Regions from separate parts of the Sus scrofa genome. Here all the other regions are linked to region 2. The links are chromatin contacts, called in public Hi-C maps. All regions are on one chromosome and are shown on one strand. The core of a region is the stretch at or near the end of the contact, and the rest is flanking DNA. Distances in the headings are between cores, read along the strand shown.

Region 1 (3,068 bases), core at 558-3,057, 480 kb before region 2:
TGGCATCTCCCCACATTGCATCTCATCCTTTCCTTGTGGAAGGAAGGCCCTAAGTAACAACTGTGTCCACACTTGACCAATCACGGAAACTGAAGGAGCAGGGAAAACTCCAAATACCCTTTGCTTCCAGCCACCACGGAGAAACAAAGAGACAGATACATCTACTCTTTCTTGTGGGCCTGCTGCAGCTGCATCATACTTTCGGGTCACCTAAGCAGATGAGAAGTTCCTCGTGGATGACACAAAAGGGCTGCGAGTCACTCAGACGTGAGAGCAGAGGGTCTTTCCCTACGAGGGCCAGATTGATGGAGGTATGGGGAGAAGGTGCACTCTGCAGACCGTGACAAAACAGCCACGTCCATTGATCATCTCCGACCATAGCCTTTCTCCTCCCCACCAGGGAACACGAGGTTCTAATCCAGAGCATGACTACACCTGCCACATCCTGTTGCCATGGCAGTCGCTGCCCCGAACTCACTCTTTGAAGAGGAGATTTTTTAAAAGCATTCCAACAGGAAGAAGGGTTCCTAATAATTTCATTCTTGAAGGGAACCCCTGGTCTGCAGGTAAATGGGTAAATCAAGCAGTGATGCCAGAAAGTTTACTCCAGTCATCCCATCTCAACATTCCACATCAGTCATGTGATTTTCACCTTTCCTGCCTCGAGAGACGTGGTGTGAGTTTCTAGGCTAGCGGTGTCCAGCTGGTAGGACCACTAATCACCGAGATGGTGCCAGATGCCCAGCACGGTGCATCAGAGAGCTTATCAGCCTTTATCCTCACAATGACCTTAGAGCGAGGCAGGCACAACCCATTCACAGAGGAGGGAAGGAGGGTTTACCTCTGTGTTTAGAAGAGGGGACTTGACTGGAGTTTCAAAGGAAGAACGCAACTTAAACAGCCTTCCCCTACATAGCATGGCATCGTGTAAGGGGATGGGCAATGGCCCTTAGATCAGTCCCTCTAGGTTGGAAATCCACTTGTCAGCTGTGTGACCCAGGGCAAGTCTCAGAAACACCCTCACTGCAGCAGCAATGGGGACTATATCACCTTTATTCCAGGCATCTGAATATTGACTAAACCGATATACAGGAGATTTTTTGATGTATTGAAGACACTCAAGAAAAGTTTGGTGAAGCCTAACGGGGAAGAGATGAGACACAAAACAAGCAGAAAGCCAAGCAGGGGAGATGGAATAATGCATCGCCTGCAGAAGGAGCAGCTGAGCAGCAGGGACTAGAATCAAGAGGGGAGGAGTCTGGGCTTGACAGAAAGAGGAGAGGGAGCCCTTGCAAGTTTGTTTGTTTTGAATGGCCACATCCTGGGCATGTTGAAGTTCCCAGGCCAGGGACTGCATCCAAGCCACAGCTGCAGCAGCAGCAGATGCTTTAACACACTGTGCTGGGCCAGGGATTAAACCCATGCCTCTGGAGTGACTGAGCTCCTGTAGTCTGATTCTTAACCCACTGTGCCACAGTGGGAACACTCCCTTGCAAAGGTTTTTTTTTTCGGCATCGTCTGCAACATATGGAAGTTCCCCAGGCTAGGGGGCAAATCAGAGCTGCAACTACACAGCCACAGCAACACTAGATCCCAGCCACATCTGCGACCTACGCCCCACTGAGCTAGGCCAGGGATCGAACCCGCATCCTCAGGGATACTTGTTGAGTTCTTAACCCACTGTGTCATAGGAGGAACGCCCCCTTTGGAGTTTTGAGCAGAGGAGGAGCAAGGCCAAAGGACAGATATGTAGAGACCTCCCTGGTCCCTGGGACCTGAGATAATGATCACTTTGGCATCCCCACAGCTGCCCAATCGCAGCTAACGTTTGTCGTCATCGTCTGATGCTTCTGATGCTACGGTAGTTTTTCTCAAAGTAATTGCCAGCCAGCAGCAGAATTCTCTGAGGAGCCTGAGAAAATGACATACTCCCAGGCCCAGCCCAGGCTTAGGAATTCAGAAAGTTTTGGAGATAACGCCCAGGAATTCATATGCTTCCAAAGGTCCTTACTCACACTGATGTCTGAAAGCCATTGGTCTAAAACAAGAGGTTTTAACTTAGAGTAAAGAAAAGTCCTCATCAGAGCTGGTCCTATTATCATCACCAGGGCTCTGGGTTTCCCAGGGCCATTCATAAGATAATAATAAACCCAAGACAGTTGTAGCCCTCTTTTAAACTGCCAGATGCCTAAAAATAAAGTCCTCGAGCAATGTGAGTTCAAGCCTCAGAAAAGTGGCCAGAGGAGGAATTACAATTAGAACCTGACACCCTGTTACAGAGCAGGACTTTTTTTAGGCCCGTAGCACATGCCAACTCAGTGGCCTAGGACGTAGCCCAGCTGAAGTTCAGCTTCCACGACTGGCTAAATCGAGGCAGCTGACCGGGACCCTCAGCAGCTCTGAGATTCAAAGCAGAGATGCTGAGCCTGGGGAGGGAAATGCAAAGTGGTTCAAGTCAGGGCAAGCGCATCGGCTCAGCACCTAGCATGAGACAAGAATATCGAGGCCCACCCTCAGGGGACTGCAATCCAGGGTAGTACAAAACACAAGAATATGGCATCATGGCAGAAAAAAAAAAAATGATTAGGGAAACAGAGGAAAATAAAAGATTGATTTTTTTTTTTTATTGAAGTCTGATTGATTTACAAGGTTCTGTCAATTTCTACTCTCTAGCAAATTGACTCGGTCATATATATATATATATACTTCCCTTTTAAGAGATTGATTTTTAAATAGGTTAGGAAGGAAAGGTTCTATGGAGGAGGTTGACAATTGAGTAGGGTTTTGGGGGGTCTCTTTTGGTTTGGTTTTTGTTGTTGTTTTTGTTGTTGTTGTTGTTGTCGTCTTTTTGGGGCTGCACCCATGGCCTGTGGAGGTTTCCAGGCTAGGGAGCTAATCGGAGCTGCAGCCAACGCCACAGCCACAGCAACACCAGATCCAAGCCGCATCTGTGATCTACACCACAGCTCACCACAATGCTGGATCCTTAACCCACTGAGCAAGGCCAGGGATCAAACCCGCAACCTCATGGTTCCTAGTCAGATTCGTTTCCGCTGCACACAGACAGG
Region 2 (3,231 bases), core at 84-2,583:
GACACATCTTTGCGCCAGCCTCCCTCTCCCCCGTCCCCGCGCTTCCCCAACACCAAGTCTTAACATCTCCGAGGACCAAGAGCTTTAATTTCATTATTCTTTTAAAAAGCCAAACGCCAACTTCTAAGAGGAGCCGGGGGGCGAATTGAAGCGCCGCGGGGATCGGCGGGCGGGACTCGCCGCAGTCTCCGCTGTCACAAATGCGGTAAGCCGAAATTTAAATGCCCTTTCGGAGACGGCAAAAAGTCAGAGGCTGCGGAGCTCTCGCTCCACACGCAATATGTAATTCTTACTCCTAGGAGCTCAGGACGTAAAGGGTTTTCTGCCCACTGCGAAGCATACCCCCCTTCTCCCTCCAAAAGGCAAAAAAGCAATCAAATGCAATAAAGCAAGAATGCCCAGCCGGCCGAGGTCAGCGTTCATCTACATTAAAACAAAAATACACAAAAACAACCAACCCCTCTAAAGGCTACTTTCAAAAAAAAGCACCCCGTTCTCCCTCTGCCTTCCTCTCTTCCTTCTTGACAAGTCATTGCACCCCGACCCAGCTCTGGTTCGTCCCCACCCTACCCCGACCAACCACAACTACTCTGAGAAAAGTGTCAATAGAGCAGGAATGGGAGAAAAGACACCCCAATTCGGGCATTCGACTCATCGCGGATTGAAAGCGGTAGCAAGAAGAAATTAAAAGACAAATAGGTCTGGGTGCTCACCGGGTTTTCCACTATCCGAAGGAAATCCAGCGTCCAAAAAGCGGCGAGGAGCGCCTTTCAGAGGAGCGAGTCGTGGGCAGCGACAGGGAAAAGTGTCTCCCCAAATAGGCAGAATAGCCTCTCCGCGTCCGGAGAGTCGCGTTGTCGCTCGGGTGTTGTAAGTTCCAGTGGAAAGTACCCGCCCGCTGCAGTGGGCAAAGTTTCGTGGATGCGGCGCGGGTGGCGGACCGCTGGCAGGGGTCGGCGGGCAGGGTGGGGTGGGGGCGGCCGGGACGGAGGCGAAGACCCTCTTTCACTCCGGATCTCCCTTCCCCCGGGCGCCCAGAGCGCGACTCAGCTTGCTCGGCCGGCTCTGCTCTTCCACCCTGGAGGGCCCGCCCGCTCGCTCCCTCTGCCTCTCGCTGGAATTACTACAGCGAGTCAGAGAAAGCCCAGAAAACCGGCTTTTATACTGCTAGGAACACCCCTCCCCTCCGTGCTCTTTTTCCCGCCAAGCCTCTGTATAGCCCTGCCCTTCCAGAGGCAGTGGGGAGCCTAGCGGTGGCCGGGGTGCGGCAAAGGCGGCGGCAGCCGAGAGATGCGCAGCCGGAGGGTCCTCAGCCGCGCAGACCCTCGCCTATAAAGGGCCGGTGGGCGGGGATTCGCGAGAGCGGATCTTTTTTTTCTTTTTCCCCCCGCCCTCGGCTTTGGGAACCCGGGAGGGGCGCTTCAGCCCGGGGAGGGAGGGAGGGGTTGGGTGGTTGGGAGGGAGGAGACTCAGCCCTTTGAGCCTGGCACTCCAGTGCGCAGAGCTTTCGGATGTAAACAGAGTAAGAGTGCCGCATGAATTAACTGCGCGCGCCTACCATTTTCTTTTGCTCCCGCTCAAACCCTCTTTCTCTGCTGCTTGCTCCTCTGGCGCAGCGCTCTGGGTGACAAACCGCATACTGGTCCCTTGTGCTTAAATCATCGCGGGCGGAACAGCTGACCCTCCACACTGAGAATACACGGTGTACCCACCGCCAAGCCACGCACGTCCCGGGCCGAGGGGGCGCCTCCCTAAGACTGGGGAAAGGGCAGCGTTTGGAAAATAAGCCCTACGAAGAGAGGAGGAAAGAAGGGGGTATTTGCGGGTGCGCGTTGTGTGTGTGTGGTGTGGGGTAAGTGTAGATGGGGAAAAATGATCAGAGGTGTAGGGAGGAAAATGGTACCTGGAATTATTTTAAAAAACTCAGCAACGCATTGCCACGTATACTTGGAGAGCGAGTTCTGAATAAACACCCACTGCATTTGTTGGGGGTGTTAGGCATTCTGTGTGTACAGCTACCTCGACTGAGCACCTTCCATCTAGAATGAAACCCCTAAATCGCTGCCAAAGCCTCGGTCGACCCCTCACCTCCGGGCTCCGCTGGCGCAGACCGACACAGACCTCCGCGGGAGCCCGCTTGCCCCCCTGGACGCGCTAAGCCCTGAGATCTTTCTGCCGGTTCCGGAGCTGGAGTAAAGGAGGAGCGCGCTTGCGGGTGCGCGCTGCGGGGGACTCTCCGCTCCCTACCCACTCTCTGCTCCCCACCCACTCTCTGCCCTTCTGCACCCTCATCCCACACCCCCGCACCTCTCGCTCGGAGGTCCCAGTTCTGCACCCAGGTTTCAGTAGAGACGAATCCTTTTTGCGCCCCGTGGCGTCGGTTTGCACTACGCTGGGGCTCCCAGGTTGGGGGAAATCGAAGGCGCTAGACGCGAGAATACTGGGGAGGGGGACGCGAGTCGCAGGACCAGACTCCCCAGAAGAGGGAAGGAGACGAGCTGGCGGATCCTGCCTGGGGAGTCAGCATAGTCCCTGGCGACGAAAACCGTTAACTCTTTCCTCCTCGGACAAACTGGACGTTGACTTTCCTTTCTGGGTCTTCTTTGCTTTTTATTATTGGACTCGCGATCATGCACAGAAAAATGCATGGATTCTGATCTAAGGAGAGGAGCCAAGTATTAGGTGCCTTTTTTTTTGGGGGGGGGGAGTACTGTCGAGCCAATTAAAAACTGACGGAACTTAAGGCATTAATGTCTTTGTTCACAAAGTCTTAAATTTTTTTTCGGAATACCACAGCGAAAATGCACACGTTTAATCCATGTACATCTATATACATTTCAGTACACGTCAACCCAGAACGTTGCCCAACATGGCACATGATTTGTTCGCTCCCTCAATGAATCTATATTTAATATATAATGCATACTCCCTGGGGATTTGCTATTCTGCATTCTACTGGAGCCTTAAAAACAAAGACCAAGGGCATTGTAAGTAAACTTTTCCACGCCCTTCCCCCCTCACTCCAAAACAAAAAAATTCGGGACCGGGAGGGACTCGTGTATAGTATGCTGGTGCTCGAGATAAATTATTACCCGTTGAGTTAGCTGTTCGGCGTTCAATTGTTAAACGAGTGGTAACTTCCTCCAAATCAGGCACAGGGCACAATTCAGTTTTAAGGATTGCAAATTACTCCAGCCTCCAGGCCTTTGCCGCAAGCACCGGGAGCGACCA
Region 3 (3,167 bases), core at 326-2,825, 490 kb after region 2:
GCTTGATGTCATGTTATAAGCTTCCAGGAGATAACGGTATATATTTAATAGCCTTCCTCGGGTTGTGTAATTTCATATGGGTATCATACCACACAAACACAACACACACACACACACACACACACACGCACACACACGAGTGGTCTGAAAACAGGAAGGAATATCACAGAGGCAAATAGGTCTACAAACAAGAGACCCTTTCAGGAAAAACTCCAGATGCGCCACTCGATACCTTCTGAAACACTGAGGATCAGACCAACATCCCCCATCACGCTCTTGGGCTCCAGCTTCCAATCAGGGAAGCAGACATTTTGCCGCCTCCATTTTAAATTTAGATTTTTGATGTCATCTCCTGGCTTAAACGTGAGTCATAGTGGACGGCCAAGTTCACATGGCTGTTTTCTCCAACTTCAGCTTTCTTCTAATCTGTGCTCTCCTGCCAGTTTTCACTCATTCCTTCACAGAGAGCCTGCCACCCCCTCCACTTTTTTTTTTTCCTTCAATTCATGGAAATGAATCAGGTCTGCGATGGCGTCATTCAAAAGAGAAAGCTAATTAACAAGGCCCCTTTTCCTTCCTCTTAGAGACCTTGCAATAGCGTCCCCCTTTTGGAGACACAAGCCAGGAAGGAAGCTTTTCAGTGCAGCTGTGAATAGAGACGCCTGGCTTAGGTTCTGGGGAAACTGGGTGATCCTTCCCAGTTAAATTGTGAGCTCCCTGAGGACTGGATTTAAGCTGCTTTGTTTTCACCAGGGTCAGGATAAACAGAAGAACCTCAGGCTAACTAAACAGACGGAGTGTATGATAAGATGACACAAACACTGACTCCAGAGCGACTATAAACGAGGCTAAGTTGCTATATGGGGAAAGATATTTTTCGAGGAGACATTCATAGTGAGATGAGAGTTCTAATAAACACTGGAGCTTACATAGCTCTTATTATGTGTCAGGAATTGTTTTAAATGTTTTACTTATGTCAAGTCACTTAATACTGAAAGCTATCCACAGGCGTAAGTACTGTTATAACTCCATTTTACAGGTGAGAAAACACAAGTATAAGGAAGGTAAAGTGATTTGTCCAAGGTCATTCACACAGTTAATGTCAGAGCTAGGACTTGAACTCAGATCATTTAGTTCAGGAGTACATGCTTATAATCACGGCACCTCAATGTTTATTCAAAGTATACATAAGTGGCTTTAATTTGGTTTGAAACAGTGTATGAGAGCAGGATGCATCCTGTCTCTAGTGCATGCGGATCAGAGGTGTATTTATTTGGACTGTATGGTGCTGAGTCAAAAATATTTTACATTCAAGTTAGTTGCTTATATTTTCAAATCGAGATGGTTCTGTATAAAATATAGATCTATGTAGATCTATAGCTTCTATTGAAGAAATTGGACTTGATGAAAACTCTGAGCCTAATATTGCATGGCAACAGTTGGCTGGAGCTGAGGGGCTGGTACTCTCTTTTAACTAAGCCATACTTTGGTCCAGCTTTCTGCAGGCTGCACCCACTCCCTACTGCCTTCCCAACACGAGGCCATTTGGTATCTTATTTCAGCCTGCTTCATTTCTGTTCCCACTTGGTAACATAAGCCCGAAGGGTATTAAGGTTTGTGGTTCCACTCTAGAGAAAGAAAGAAGATTTTTCTCTACCAGGTGAATCTATATCATACTGACTTTGGGTGAAATCACTTAACATACCCACGCTCAATTTTTATCTTTACTTTAGGAAATGAGGAGGGAAAAAAAGAATATTATAATACCTCCCACCCTAGAAACACAAAGGATAAAAAAAAAAAAAAAAAAAAAAAAACCACTTCAGAGTAGCCTCATTTATGGATTGGCAGGAAGGAATTCCTGTCCTGTCTAGGTTTGTTGAGGGGTCAATCGGGATAAATGCCTGTGGACGCTCTCAATAAGCCACTAAGTACACTCAATCTTTAAGATAACGCTGGAGTTCATATTTTAAAGCCACTTTTATATAAAAAGTCTTGTTGACCGCTCTGAAAACTGCCAAGTGAAGTAGGCAATGTAGACTTTATAATCTCTCAAACTGTACCTTTCATTTTATAGATTTTGAAACTGAGGCGAGAGTAGATTAAATTACTTGTTGCTAAGCCATGTAAGTGCAGAGACAGAATGTGCTATGGACTGGATATTTGTTTCTTTCCAAAACTCTTATGTTGAAGCCTTATTCCCAATATAATGGCATTTGGAGGTGGAACCTTTGGTAGGATATTAGATCATAAGGATGGTGTCTTCAGCAGTGAGATTAGTGCCCTTGTAAGAAGAATCAAGAGAGAGATGCTCTCTCTCTTCCATGTAAGGACACAGCAAGAAGGTGGACATCTGCCAACCAGGAGTAGAATTCTGAATTGATCTTGGACCTTGCTCCTTGATCTTGGACTTCCCAGCCTTCACAGAACTGTGATAAATACAATCCTGTTGTTTAAGCAAACTAGTTTAGGGCATTTTGTTAGAGCGACCCAAACTAATACAGGATAGGACCCCAAAACTGACTCTTGGGTGAGGGGCTCTTCTTTCAAGATCCTGTGATGCCTCTTCCCTAGTAGATCTAGTTTCAGATTCCAAAGCCTCAACTTCAGTTGTATTTTGACATAGGACCTTCATACTCTTAAAAAGCAATCTTGACAAACATTACAGCTGACTGGTTAAAACACTAGACTAGGAGCCAAGCACACTGGATTTTGTACTAGGTTCTGCAATTCACTATCTTTATCACTTTGGACCAGTGACCCAATCCTTGAAGCTCCAATTTACTCATTCATAAAATAGGGGAAATGTCACCTCCTCAAAATGCGTCACGAATTTGCTGCCAAACTTAACAAAGATAATATCAGTGACAATATGACACCAATATAAATTAACATCAGGATGTGTATATCTCAGCCTTGTGACTAAAGACTAAATTTCTTTTTTCTTCTCTCTCTCTCTCTCTTTTTGGCCATGTCCGTGGCATGCGGAAGTTCCTTAGCCAGGGATCGAACCCATACTACGGCAGTGACTCAAGCCGCTGCAGTGACAATGCTGGATCCTTAACCCTCTGCACCACAAGGAAATTCCAAGACTGAACTTCTTAAGGGTAGGGTAGAGACTGTCCTCTCTATTCTTCATGATTCTGTAGTTATCAGGTGGCTCCAGC

The links. A called contact is a pair of places that touch in the nucleus more often than the background predicts.
Region 1: a contact with region 2 is called in a Hi-C map of omental adipose tissue, with 2.4 times the contacts expected there. The contact joins the enhancer-like site here to the promoter of MYC in region 2. A contact is called at or near these places in 1 of 5 promoter capture datasets (fetal skeletal muscle), 16 of 47 Hi-C or Micro-C datasets (alveolar macrophages, brain, embryonic fibroblasts and 11 more) and 2 of 2 datasets of contacts at active chromatin or transcription factors (alveolar macrophages and skeletal muscle).
Region 3: a contact with region 2 is called in a Hi-C map of retroperitoneal adipose tissue, with 1.7 times the contacts expected there. The contact joins the enhancer-like site here to the promoter of MYC in region 2. A contact is called at or near these places in 1 of 5 promoter capture datasets (liver) and 4 of 47 Hi-C or Micro-C datasets (embryonic fibroblasts, omental adipose tissue and retroperitoneal adipose tissue).

Annotation. Positions count from the first base shown.
Region 1 is chr4:11,975,179-11,978,246 of Sscrofa11.1, forward strand. No RefSeq gene overlaps it. Among named protein-coding and RNA genes, the nearest start is that of MYC, 480 kb to the right of the region's middle. Within about 2 kb of position 1,808, at least 4 of the 83 cell types and tissues checked have an H3K27ac peak or open chromatin away from gene starts, as enhancers often do. A contact at or near this core is called in omental adipose tissue, where this site is marked.
Region 2 is chr4:12,459,027-12,462,257 of Sscrofa11.1, forward strand. It overlaps MYC (MYC proto-oncogene, bHLH transcription factor), which reads right to left and starts at 1,334. Exons shown (of 4, transcript NM_001005154.1): 1 at 714-1,334. The coding sequence starts at 743.
Region 3 is chr4:12,946,191-12,949,357 of Sscrofa11.1, forward strand. No RefSeq gene overlaps it. Among named protein-coding and RNA genes, the nearest start is that of MYC, 490 kb to the left of the region's middle. Within about 2 kb of position 1,576, at least 14 of the 83 cell types and tissues checked have an H3K27ac peak or open chromatin away from gene starts, as enhancers often do. A contact at or near this core is called in liver and retroperitoneal adipose tissue, where this site is marked.